3 separate regions of the Mus musculus genome follow, and regions 1 and 2 are each linked to region 3. The links are chromatin contacts, called in public promoter capture Hi-C maps. All regions are on one chromosome and are shown on one strand. Each heading gives the region's core, a stretch centred on a gene start, on an enhancer-like site or on the middle of the called end of the contact. The rest is flanking DNA. Distances are from core to core; before and after follow the strand shown.

Region 1 (4,512 bases), core at 1,388-3,887, 940 kb before region 3:
ATTATATGTCAGGAGGAATTTCTTTTCTTGTCCAGTCTATTTGGAGTTCTGTAGGCTTCTTGTATGTTCATGGGCATGTCATTCTTTAGGTTTGGGAAGTTTTCTTCTATAATTTTGTTGAAGACATTTGCCGGCCCTTTACGTTGAAAATCTTCATTCTCATCTATTCCTATTATCTGTAGGTTTGGTCTTCTCATTGTGTCCTGGATTTCTTGGATGTTTTGAGTTAGGATCTTTTTGCGTTTTGTATTATCTTTGATTGTTGTGCCGATGTTCTCTATGGAATTTTCTGCACCTGAGATTCTCTCTTCCATCTCTTGTATTCTGTTGCTGATCCTCGCATCTATGGTTCCAGATTTCTTTCCTAGGGTTTCTATCTCCAGCGTTGCCTCACTTTGGGTTTTCTTTATTGTGTCTACTTCCCTTTTTAGGTCTAGTATGGTTTTGTTCATTTCCATCACCTGTTTGGATGTGTTTTCCTGTTTTTCTATAAGGACTTCTACCTGTTTGGTTGTGTTTTCCTGTTTTTCTTTAAGGACTTGTAACTCTTTAGCAGTGTTCCCCTGTATTTCTTTAAGTGAGTTATTAAAGTCCTTCTTGATGTCCTCTACCATCATCATGAGATATGTTTTTAAATCGGGGTCTAGCTTTTCGGTTGTGTTGGGGTGCCCAAGACTAGGTGGGGTGGGAGTGCTGCATTCTGATGATGGTGAGCGGTCTTGATTTCTGTTAGTAGGATTCTTACGTTTGCCTTTTGCCATCTTGTATTCTCTGGAGCTAGTTGTTATAGTTGTCTCTGGTTAGAGCTTGTTCCTCAGGTGATTATGTTAGCCTCTATCAGTAGACCTGGGAGACTAGATCTATCCTTAGTTTCAGTGGTCAGAGTACTCTCTGCATGCAAGCTCTCCTCTTGCAGGGATGGTGCCCAGATATCTGGTGTTTGAACCTGCCTCCTGGTAGAAGTTGTGTTCCACTCACCAGAGGTCTTAGGATCCCGTGGCGGATCCTGTGTGGGTCTTTGTGGGTGTCCGGAGACTCCCCCGGGCCAGGGACCATGGTGCTGCAGTGGGCCGTCAGGAAGGGCTTTTGTTTTTTTTTTTTAAATTAACGTAATTATAGTTCTCATGTCCTTTTTAACTTCTTGAAAGTTTGTTGTTCTGAAGTCTACTTTGTCTCTCTTTAATACACTATGTCCAACTTTCTTTTGATTAGTATTAACACAGTATACTCCTGCATGCCTTGTTAATCCACTGTTGTCTCTTTCTTCCTCCTTTCAATTGTTTGAGTATTTTCTTCTTGCACACAATGTGTTTCTATCTAATCCACTTCTTGCTTCCTCTCATACACTTTCTCCCTCATCCATATCACCTATCTTCCCAGCTACATGTGCTCTGTTTTGTTAAGCCCAGTGAGTCAACTTAGGTCTACACAATATGCATGAATTAAGGACCATGTATTCTAGCAGTGGTAAGCTTACACTTCCTCTATAGCAAAGGGACACTTACTAACCCTGTTGATTTCATGTTAACTAGCACACAGTGAAGTATTGGCAGCTTTTTGTTGTCAGGTTGAGTATTGTGTTTTATTCCAACGCATTTCTGTTTCAAATTCATGCATTGAGAGAACTCACCTTGAATTGATTATTAATCTTTTAATATGAATATCATGTGGGGATTTTCTATTTGTGGGCAGTTGATCTTTGTTATCTTTTCTTTATCTGATTTTTTTAATTTTTAAAAAAATTCTTTTGACTTCTTTAGATTTAATTGAATATTTTTTATTGTAGTTTTTCTTATGTAATATCAGTTATAGATTAAAAATTCTGGTGGTTTTCTAATATGTTCAAGACACACTTAAAATTATTGCTTGTCAGCAATGCTGGGTCATTCGACAACCTTTTTGCTTTCTCTTTCCTATTTGTTGTAACTGTGCTGTCAAGCATTTCATTTATATAAAGATGTAGCTATGTGGTATTATTTCCACTTTGTGGTTTTGATCAGATTATAGTCTACTACATAAACAAAGAAAATACAAAGCTCTATTTTACTATGGCATTCTGCTTTACTGCTCTTTTCTTTATATCAGTTTAATTTTCTAGCTTATACAATTTTCCATTTCTCTGAAAGTTTCCTTTAACATTACTACAAGGCTGGAACATGATCAAAATATTATTACTTTGTATTTTTATCTCAGGTCACATCTATTTGCCCTTCACTTTAAGAGGACAATTTTGCTGATTCAATCTTATGTGTTAATCATAGTCCTCTCTAAGGAAAAGGTGTTTTTCACATTTATTTTTCAGAGAATTTGTTTATTTGCTTTTTTTATTTTAAATTATGAGGTTAGATTTAGTTGTTTTTAATATCCATCCTATATACCCTATTAAAATTATGCATTCTTTGACAGCTACATATAAGCTTACAATAACATAATATCATCTGTTCATTCATACTTCCTCTATCCCTTCTTTCTCTCCATCCTCACAGATCCCTCAGTCTCTCGCTATGTCTCTATCATATATGGACATATTTTTTTTTCATGACCCGCTGCATTTATGACCCAAAGGCCTTCCATGTGGGCATGAGCATGCAGCTATCTACTGATGCAGAAGGAAGTCAAAAGGGGTGGTGAAATAGGGAAGTGAAAAGGGGTGGCTGATGACAATGATTTCCTCTCCTTTAGAATCACTTGGTTTCTAACATTGCTCACGTGAGTGGCTCGGCCCCAAAAGCCACCAACCTCATCTTTGGTTAAATATTTTTATGGCCTCAATCTTTTGCTGGTCTTATACAGGCAAACTTAGCCCCCACAAGCTCATGAGTGCCATTACCATTTCACACCTAACAGATAACATTTCATGGATCTCCTACCCAGCATCTGGCTCTTGCATTCTCTCCATCCCCTCTTTCACAATGTTTCCTGTGCTTTGGGAAAAGTCACATGGCTGTCACATTTAAATATTAGCACTCAATACTAATTTTTTCCAAACAGTAATATTCTGGGCAAAGAGAAGATTCTTAGATATAATCTGACAATGGCAGTATTCTATTTGTGTAAATATGCAGGATGCAATTCCATAATGTGTCTTCTGGGCCAAACAGAAGAAGTTGGCTCTGCCATAGGACCACTGATCTCCCCAGACATGGATGTTGAATAAGTTTTCACTAACACATGTGAGTCCCTCTTGTAAAGAAGTCCTCAAATACAATCACTTAGCAGTTGCTTATCTTTGTAATAGTTGTGTCAGTATTTCTCCAGTATGCAAATTGTGTCTGGGAAGTTGGTATTATAGAGTGCATGGTCCACAATTGGGAAAGGCCTCTGCTGACTTTTCTTCCCCAGTTCAGCTCCTGCCAGTGAGAAATAGGTCAGAAATACAGACAAGGAGAACAGACAGTAGGGAGAAAGTTTTCACCTTAGTTCCAGCCTCCCTTCTGTGTCCTGCAGCAAAGGTGTGCTGTGTCTTAAGGAATAGGGTCTTACTATCTGCTTTTTAGTATAACCAAGGGCAATGATCACAACCTGCATACTCTTGGGGTCTTTTGGGGATCTTCCTAACTGCCACAGGGATTTTAATAGATAATAAACTGTAATAATTCTGTTTAAATTCTTTTTAAATTAGGTTTTACTTTGTAACTAGCTCAAAGTTTTGCTTTATGTGTGACTTCATACATCTTCAGGTTTGGTTAACTTACCGCATTCTATTCTCTCTGACTCTCATCCGTCTTTGCAGCTCTCTATGACATGACTCTATGCATTTCTATAGCACATGTGTTCTGCTTTCCCATTCTGCCTTATTTACAACAATCACATTTTAAAATTTGAAATTTTCATTTTAGTAGAACTCTCTTAAATAATTTATAGTTGTGAAAAATTGCAGTTTTCCCTGAAAAACAAGTATGCAAAAAGTTTAACATACCTCATTCAAATTGTTCTTATTTTTCAAAAAATAAAAAATTAGAATCTGGTGGACAGAGTCCTCCTTCCATTACCAAGTGACTGAAAAATGTTCAGTTTTCAAATTTGAATAGTGGTGACAGTGTTGGTAAATAGTATATGACTATGCTACTGTGTGCATAGAGCACTACTGCTACCATGTATTAGCCCTGTGATAAATGTTTGATAAACTGAACACTGATGAAAGTCACAGGAACATACATTCGTAGAAAGAGAGGGCAGTTAAAGTAGCCAGGTTTATGTGCTTCTCAGTGCTTACAGTGCAAGCTCTGATCACTATTTTCTCTTTTAGCTCCATCCATTCTTACAAAATGGCCAGTTCGTGAGACTCTCCAATGAGGAGAACATTGTGAACAAGGAGGGTTCAGCAACCAAACTTGACATCTTTAATTACCAGTCTCTGCAGAGCGGTACTGAAGGTCATGTGAAGGTTGGTGAATTTGTCTTCGAACCTCACAGAGTTCAGCATTTGTCCCTAAATGAAGAACTTATAAGGTGGGGTGAATACCACAATATGGTGAGTATTCTTGAAGTCATCACTGTGTGCTGCTCTCA
Region 2 (4,175 bases), core at 401-2,900, 660 kb after region 3:
GGACTTTTTGTTTATGTGAGACAGGGTTTCTGTGTAGTCCTGGCCATCCTGGAATTCTCTCAGTAGGCTATGCTGGTCTTGAACTCAGAGATCCGCCTGCTTCTGCCTCCCATGTGCTGGGATTAAAGGCGTGCACCACTATCGCCTAGTTCAAAAATCATTCTTTTTATACATCTGTAATCCCAGCACTTGGGAGACAGAGGTAGGTGGAACTCTGAGTTGAGGCTAGCGTGGTCTATATAGAGAGTTATAGACAGCCAGAGCCACATAAAGAAATCTTGTCTCAAAAAGTAGGAGAAAAGAAGAAGAAAAGAAAAGAAAAGAAGAGGAGAGAAAAATAGTAAAAACCTTGTTGAAAGGATATTGGTGGGGTGGCCCACACCTTTAATCCCAGCACTCAGGAGGCAGAGGCAGGTGGAACTCTGAGTTGAGGCTAGCGTGGTCTATATAGAGAGTTATAGACAGCCAGAGCCACATAAAGAAATCTTGTCTCAAAAAGTAGGAGAAAAAAAGAAGAAAAGAAGAGAAAAATAGTAAAAACCTTGTTGAAAGGATATTGGTGTGGTGGCCCACACCTTTAATCCCAGCACTCAGGAGGCAGAGGCAGGTGGATTTCTGAGTTTGAGCCAGCCTGGTCTATAGAGTGAGTTCCAGGACAGCCAGGGCTACAGAGAAACCCTGTCTGGCGGGGTGGGGGGGGAGAAAGAAAGAAAAAAAGAAAGGAAGGAAGGAAGGAAGGAAGAAAAAAAGAAAGGAAGGAAGGAAGGAAGGAAGAAAGAAAGAAAGAAAGAAAGAAAGAAAGAAAGAAAGAAAGAAAGAAAGAAAGAAAGAAAGAAAGAAAGAGAAGGGACCAGACTGAAGCCATTTTGAATAAAACTTTCATTTTGAACAGAGGTCAAATAAGTTTAAGTTCCCAAGACCTCAGTGTTGAACTGACATCCTGTCTGGCAAGTTGAGACATGATTGCTAGGCAAGTCTCCCACCACAGTCGAATAAACCAAACAGTAGGAACAGGATGAATGTACCACAAAGACAAGTTCCTAGGGAAGACTTCTATCCCTAGATCCTAATTTGTGGGATAACTTGGCAGACTTATTTATTTATTTATTTTTAGATTTTTACACCCTAACATTTGGATACCAAACGCTAACCTACTTGAGCCCTTAAGCTGAATTAGCAGCACCTCGGACTGTTTTTCAGTCATCTGGACTCCCGGAGGTGAGCCTGTATTCTGCTTTCTGGTGGAGCCTCTCTAGGACCCAAGAAAGGAGAAAGTGGACGCAGCACTGCTCCGAGGGTCAGAGGAGGACAGGAGACGGCCCGCTTTTCACTGGTTTCCACTGAGGGAACATTTGCTTCTGGTTCTGGGCATGCTGGATTGCCCATGTCTGTCAGTCTGTGTCTGTGGTTTCATTTAGTTTGAATGTTGCTCTGTGTTTTATATCTGGAAAAACGGGCCAAAGTTCATCTGCTGGTTGTTCACCTCTTAGTATTTACCCATCTCAAGGATTTTCGGGGGGGGGTGTGGGGGGAAGCGGCCGAATCGGGACAACAACAACAATAATAATAACAACAAAAACTGATAAACTGGCACTGTGCCTGCAGCTGAGAGTCCTGCACTGCTGGTAAAGCCCCGCCTCCTGCTCGCCTGATGCAAACCCCTGCCGCCTGATCTAGCTGTTCGAGTTTCTCTAAAAGCGAAACCAGCAGCTCTTAAGCTTTCTGTGGTCAGGAAGCCGGTGCCTACTCCCGCTACAGAACCACGGTGCCCATGAGCGTTGGATTCTGCAGGCAGCAACAGCAAGGCGCTCCTCCCTTGAAATCAGATCAGGAAGAAGTAAGGGAAGTTTTGTCTGTTTTTGAATGTATAAATGTATGTGGCCAGTGCGTGTTTGCTTCTGACTGTTCTGTGTTCTGTATGTATTGGTTATAGATCATTGGCTCATAAGTCGTTGGATATGGTTAAAAATTTTTAGTATCTGTACCAAAAAGTTAACTTAAAACCAGTAACTCAGGGTTGGAGCCATTGTCCAACACATGGGATGGACCAGCCAAGGAAACGGGTCTCCAAAGATACTTTTAAATTGGAATAAGATTTTTATATAATTTCTGATCTGTCTTAAAAACCAAGTTTATAGAAAAAACTAGGAGGTATTTAAGCTGTATCTCCATGCGTTCTTATACAAGAACTTTTCTTGCTGTCAACTAAACTTTGTAACATAAAAATAACCCACTTATAATAACTTATAATAACTAACCCCTTTATAATAAAACACTAAGTTGCTTATACTGTTAAAATTTGGTTTTGTCTTCTAAGAATTACGGTTTGTGCTCCATGTCTTCATTCTTTAAAAAGGTACTTTGTTTTTCAAAAAACACACAATTGAGAGATTTTAAACTACTTTAACGAAAATTTTGGAATTTTACAAAAAATCAAAACTGGACATTTTAAAAACAGCTTTTAAAAAATGTTTTCATTTATAAATCTATGAAACATTTTAAATTTTATCAGATATTTTATTGTAATGTCTTTATTAGTATGTTATCTTTATTAATGCATAAATAAAAGACTAAAAATTAGGGTCACAGCTTAACACCAGAGACTGAAAAATTCCTGTCTTATGAGGCAATAAAACAATGACCATAGTCAGTCTGGTGAAGAACTCGGATACTAAAGTATTATAGCATTAAAAAAAAATTGAGAATCACTGGCTTAAAATTATGTTTCAAGATATAACTTAAAACAAATAGGGCTGGAGAGATGGCTCATCGGTTAAGATCACTGACTGCTCTTCCAGAGGTCCTGAGTTCAGTTCCCAGCAACCACATGGTGGTGGCTCACAACCATCTGTAATGGGATCTGATGTCCTCTTCTGGTGTGTCCGAAGACAGCGACAGTGTACTCATATAAATGAATCTTTAAAAAAAAAAAGAAACAACTTAAAGCAAATAACTAAAAATAGATATTTAACTCAGATACACTTGAGAGATACTATCAGAGAGCTGCTGAATATGGCATTTAAGGTATTTAAACTTACTATGACAGAGACTCTCAGATACTAGTAATGACCCCCGGGGTCTCAAGACAATGGACATAGGAACAAAGGACTCCCCCTGGACTGTGGTCCAGAAGTGGAAGCCTATTGGACAGGGAGGGGCAAGGGAGACAGGCTGGAAACTGGATCCAGAACCTCTTTGATTGGGCCCCTTTGCTGACTGCCATATTTACTACCTGCTCCTCATCGGGCCTTGATTCCCAACTCAGTTAAGCTCGTGGTCCTAAGAACCCAATACAATCCTTTACACCCTGAAACAGATAATCAAGGACTTGAGTGATATACAAACACTAGGAGAAGGAATATAAGAAGGAGCCAACCTGAAGCCATTTTGAGTAAAACTTCCATTTTGAATAGGGGTCAAGTAAAGTTTAAGCTCCCAAGACTTCCCTCGGAGACTGGCATCCTGGTTGGCAGAAAGAGAGATGTATGTGGGTGGCTGGCATCCTGGTTGGCTAGTTGAGACATGAATTCGGGCAAGTCTCCCTATCTACTTGAATAGCCAACTAATGAGAATCGGATAAGTGTGCCACAAAGACATATTCTCTTTCCCTAAATCCGACTGGTGGAATAGGGAGAAGTCCTCTATCCCTAAATCCTGATTGGTGGGATGACTTGGCAGAGACTTAAAACCTGCAACATTCTGGCTCAGGGTTGCAGTTCAGCTCTGGCGGAGTTTGTTCTGGGGCCCTGATCGACCAGTAGTGGTCTGCATACAATACAGTCTTGCCATCTGCTTAAATACTTATTAAAATGCAGATTCAGTCATCCCCTGAGTCTCTGCTGTTGTACCTGATTGGTCAGTTTTTACTGCCTAATTCATATAAAGATCTTGCTTTGTGTGGACTCTTGTTCCTGCTTGGGTTGCTTTTAGATTTTTGGACCTTGACAATGGTTCTTTCCTCTTCTCAGGACTGCCCGTGGTTGATTTGTTCTGCTCCTGGATTCTTCATATTAGCTCTGAGGACATCATGAGCCAGGTATGGTAGTATTTCTCTACCTCCAAACCCTGTGATACCAGAACTTGGGAAGTAGAGAAGAGGGTCAGGAGTTCCAGGCCAGTCTGTGCTACCTATCTGGGACAAAACCAGAAACCACAACAATACTGGCTAGTAAGAT
Region 3 (4,247 bases), core at 323-2,822:
AGTAACCAAAAACAAGCAAGCAGAACACACACACAAACACACACACAAACAAACAAGAAAACAAAACAACCAGGTTTTTTGATAGAGCATGGTCCTGGTGAAGTTAGCTCTAGTAGACTGGTGAGATTAAGCAAGATTTAAATTGTAAGCATAATTTAACATTTTCCAATGTATTTATTACTATAACATCTTTTATTTATTACTTGGTAATTTCAAACATCTAGGCACTGTATCTTGATCATTACCATCCTCAAGCTCCACCCCCATCTCACCCTCCCCCTCCCATCCCCAGGAATCCCCTACATGTTCCCACTTCCCTTTTCACGTTCTCTCCTTTGCTGCCTTGTCTCTGTAATCCACTCAGTCCACTAAGTGCTGTCTACTGGAATGTTGACTGATCTTGTTAGTTTAATCTTATGCCAAGTCTTGTGCAGGTGACAATAGCTACTAGGAGTTCATGGCTGCAATGGCCATGTCTTATCCAAAAGATGTATCAATAGCTTGCTTATAAGTAATATAATATAATTACTATAATAAAGCATTATTTCACAGTCTCACAGTGCAGATCCAGTAGCATCCTTTAAATCAATCGGGAAACCAGGGAGAGTCTCTGGCATACTATGAGCCTACATCTATATGTTCTATGTACTATTTTTCTCTCTTCTTGTCAAAGGAATCTTCCAAAGTATTTAATTCTCCTTTTCATTTTATCTCATTTCTTTTTAAAATATACTTTATCTCCCCTCTTGCTTCTATCTGATTTTAGGATCTCCTTTCCTTGGTCTTAGCATCTGTTACACAGCTTACCAGGAATCAGCCATGTCCTTTGTCTCCATCAAGGCCATCCTCATTGTGTTCTAATACCCCTCTTCTTAAATCTTTACACTGCCATCAATTCACATTTTAAAATTATAGTCATGAGTACTTAATCTAGTTAAATGTGAAAAGGGCTGAGCATGATCACATATCAACTAAAGACTCAGCCCTCAAAAGTTGGAAGAAAGGAGGTCAAGTCTGAGGCAATCCCAGGCTACACAGAAAATTCAAGACCAGCCTGTGCTACGTAACAAAACTTTATCTTGAAGAAGGAAGAGTTAAGAGAAAGAGGGGCGAAAGACAAGGAGGAAGAGGAGGACCATGGGAAGAAAGGAAGGGGAGAAGAGAAAGAAAGTAGGAGGGGGAAGTGGATGGGTGGATAAATGATTGATAGATAGGTAGATAAATAGATAGATAGATAGATAGATAGATAGATAGATAGATAGATAGACAGACAGACAGACAGATAGACAGATAGACAGATAAAGAGAGAGACTCACATTTCATTTGGGATTCTTCCAGCCACATTATGTGTGTCAAGAGATTCCAGTCTGCTTTTTACTTCTTGCCCAGAGTGTATATTTCCATCACAAGTATCTCTTCAGAAACATTTAAGATTGGACATCAATACATCTGTCTTATTCTGGTAAGATCAGTAAGTGTTCAGTACAAGAGAGCCAAGTGAAAAAGAATAAATCTTAAAAACAGAGTTTCCTCTAATGTACTAGAACACAGGGAGCAAAGAGGAAAAGGAAATTGAGAAAGCAACCCCAAAGCCAGTAAAAACTTCCAGAAGTGTGTCATGTAAGATTTCTCAATGTGTTTTTGCTACTCATATGTCATGTTTTCAAAGGTAGTTTGAGGTAAAATGAGGCTTAGAAAGTTCTCTAGCTCAATGAAATATGTCCAAAATAACAATGAACAAAGCTTTTAACATAGATTTTGTGCACATGGTGCATGTAAAGACATGAAATCCTTTGCTTTAGAACAGAGGAAGAAGTTGGTGAAGCCACTGATTAGATTTCAACATTTTCTCAGGTAAGTGAAAGTAGGCTTGTTACGGCAAAGGAAGAAAAGGTTGTATGATAGACACTATTGTGATCTCTGGTTCCACCTACAGGATTATTAAAGAATGGACATTTGTGTTCCTCCAAACTTTATTCGTTGAAGCCATAAACACTTCTGTTGGTGTTTAAAGGTGGAACCCAGGGAGGTCACTAGAGTTAGCTAAGTTCGTAAGTGGGGAGTCCTTATGATAAAACTACCATGCTTAGAACTCTGTCTCCTCTCACCCTCGTCTCATCTCTCTCCTCTTTCTTCTCTCTTCTCTCCTCTCTCCTCTCCCCTCTCCCTAGTCCCTTCTCTCCTCTACCCTCTCCTTACTCCTTCTCCTTTCCCCAACCCCTTCTAGAATACTGGGACACAGCAAGAGAGCAGCCTTCTCCAAGCTTAGAGAAGGGATCCCACCACAAAGAGACCTTGCACATATAGCCCCCATATATTCATGAGAATAAATATATACCATGCATCTATAGCACTGTTGTTGTGTCTGAACTCAATTATCATAAATACCCAGCAGCTTAGAAATGTTTCTTAAAGTCTATTGTACAGCATATAACACCTTTCCTGATTTTTTTTTTCCTTAGCGTCATAGGAGGCTTGGAGAAAGTAAGATCTGAGTTCTTATTGTGTATTATTCTTGTGTCAAAATTAGCAAAGTGATGGGCCTGTTGGCTAAATTCCATAATTTTCCTAGATAACAGACAGCAAGTTTATCAAGGGGGAAGCAGCAACAAAATCAGAAACAAAACTGAAAATCAGATTCTAAGCTAAGAAATCTTTACAAATGGTAAAAGGCAAAATGGACATCTTGATAGGTCTCCAAAAACAAATTTAACTTCAGTTAACAAAAATAATTTATTTCATTATGACAATGAAATATTTGATTATTATTTGAATGTATAAGGCTCACTATGGATTCACAATTATTCAGAGAATAAATAATTCATATGTCATAAAACATAAATAAATGTTATAGATGTCATCCGTTTTCAATGGATCTCATTCATCAAATAATTATGATTATGCACATTAAAATATGTATTATTTTCTTAAATGAAGACTACATACATATTTCCAGTATAGCTATATAGTGTTTTGTTTTTGTAAAATTAAATAACAGATACAAGAAATTATAAGGCAAGCGATTGTGGGCAGATGAGTCCATTCTGTACTCAGAACAGAAAAGGCCAACATGTGTAAGCCATTACACCTAATAACAGGAAGAGGAAAAAGCCAGGCACCCACACATAGTGAAGGTTCATAATGTACAACAAAAGGGAGTCAAATACATTCATCAGAAGAGTTAACAATGCAGGCTTTCCTCCAGAAGATAAATCCCCAATGTGGCCCTCTGGGTTGTGGCCTTGTGGTTTGGGAAATTGGCAATCAGTGACGCACATAACACGAGCCGGTCATGCATAAGCACATCATTGTGGAAGAGACAAAAACTGCTAAGTCATCTAAGAAATATTTGATTGTATCATCACTACATTATTTGGTAAGCTATTGAGTAAATAGTGGTCCCAGGCTCCAGGTAAGATAGGTTTCTAGAGAGAGCTGGGAAAGGATACAGAGGGTGCTAGAGGTGGGGCAGGTATAGCTGCTGACAGATTGGCACAGGTCTGCCTAGGTGAGAAGAACATATTCAAGCAAGCTCTTATTGTGGGTTTCATGGAGAGGAGCATGATGGCAGTGGGAAGGTGGTGGTTTGTGTGTTAAACACTGTGGTGTAGAAGTTTCTCAACCATTTGCAGGCATAGCAAGCAAGCCAGTATGAGATATGCTGGTTGCTTCTCTGTCAAGTAAATAGAAGAAGTAAGTACATATGTTTGAAGTTAATTCAAAATTGTTTCACTCATGAGTTAAAATTGATCATGTGATGCTGGTACTTTATAACACGTTTATATGTAGTGTCTACTTGTGTAATTATTGAAGTTGTGTCAGCTGTTTATGTTAGTGTTTGGGGAACTGCTGTTTCAGTCTGGTTTGATTGTTTGCTTTGGAAGTTTTTTGGTTTTTTTGTTTTTTGTTTTTTTGCGGGTGTTTTTGGGTTTTTGTTTTTTGTTTGTTTGTTTGTTTGTTTGTTTTTGTTTTTTTGACACAGGGTCTCTCTGTGCCAGAGATAAAGCCCAAGCTGGTTTAATTGATAATATGCCTGTCCCTAGATCCTGAGTGACTCTGGGATTATAGGTATGTCCCATCACACTCAGATCTTAAGTATATACAATTTTTAGTAAACTAAAGAGAACACTAGCAATAACTATAAACTACATGCACACAATTTTACAGTTGAAATGTTATGTGGGAAGATTAACCTTTATGAGCGAATGCACATGCACAATTCTCACCTCTTAGGCACCATTCAAGAT

What was found. Promoter capture Hi-C pulls out the DNA fragments that hold promoters and counts their contacts.
Region 1: a promoter capture Hi-C map of the HPC-7 cell line shows a contact between it and region 3. The contact joins the enhancer-like site here to the promoter of Clec4d in region 3. A contact is called at or near these places in 5 of 39 promoter capture datasets (the HPC-7 cell line, embryonic stem cells, hippocampal neurons and 2 more).
Region 2: a promoter capture Hi-C map of neutrophils shows a contact between it and region 3, with 3 times the contacts expected there. The contact joins the promoter of Apobec1 here to the promoter of Clec4d in region 3. A contact is called at or near these places in 1 of 39 promoter capture datasets (neutrophils), 1 of 484 Hi-C or Micro-C datasets (bone marrow-derived macrophages), 2 of 115 datasets of contacts at active chromatin or transcription factors (bone marrow-derived dendritic cells and bone marrow-derived macrophages) and 2 of 9 other capture datasets (bone marrow-derived macrophages and macrophages).

What each region holds. Positions count from the first base shown.
Region 1 is chr6:124,200,461-124,204,972 of GRCm38.p6, reverse strand. Vmn2r27 (vomeronasal 2, receptor27) reads left to right here. Exons shown (of 6, transcript NM_001104642.1): 4 at 4,250-4,474. Among named protein-coding and RNA genes, the nearest start is that of Vmn2r27, 29 kb to the left of the region's middle. Within about 2 kb of position 2,637, at least 35 of the 459 cell types and tissues checked have an H3K27ac peak or open chromatin away from gene starts, as enhancers often do. A contact at or near this core is called in the HPC-7 cell line, where this site is marked.
Region 2 is chr6:122,599,919-122,604,093 of GRCm38.p6, reverse strand. Apobec1 (apolipoprotein B mRNA editing enzyme, catalytic polypeptide 1) reads left to right here and starts at 1,650. Exons shown (of 8, transcript NM_001134391.1): 1 at 1,650-1,837; 2 at 3,969-4,036.
Region 3 is chr6:123,259,432-123,263,678 of GRCm38.p6, reverse strand. It overlaps Clec4d (C-type lectin domain family 4, member d), which reads right to left and starts at 1,572. Exons shown (of 6, transcript NM_010819.4): 1 at 1,317-1,572. The coding sequence starts at 1,344.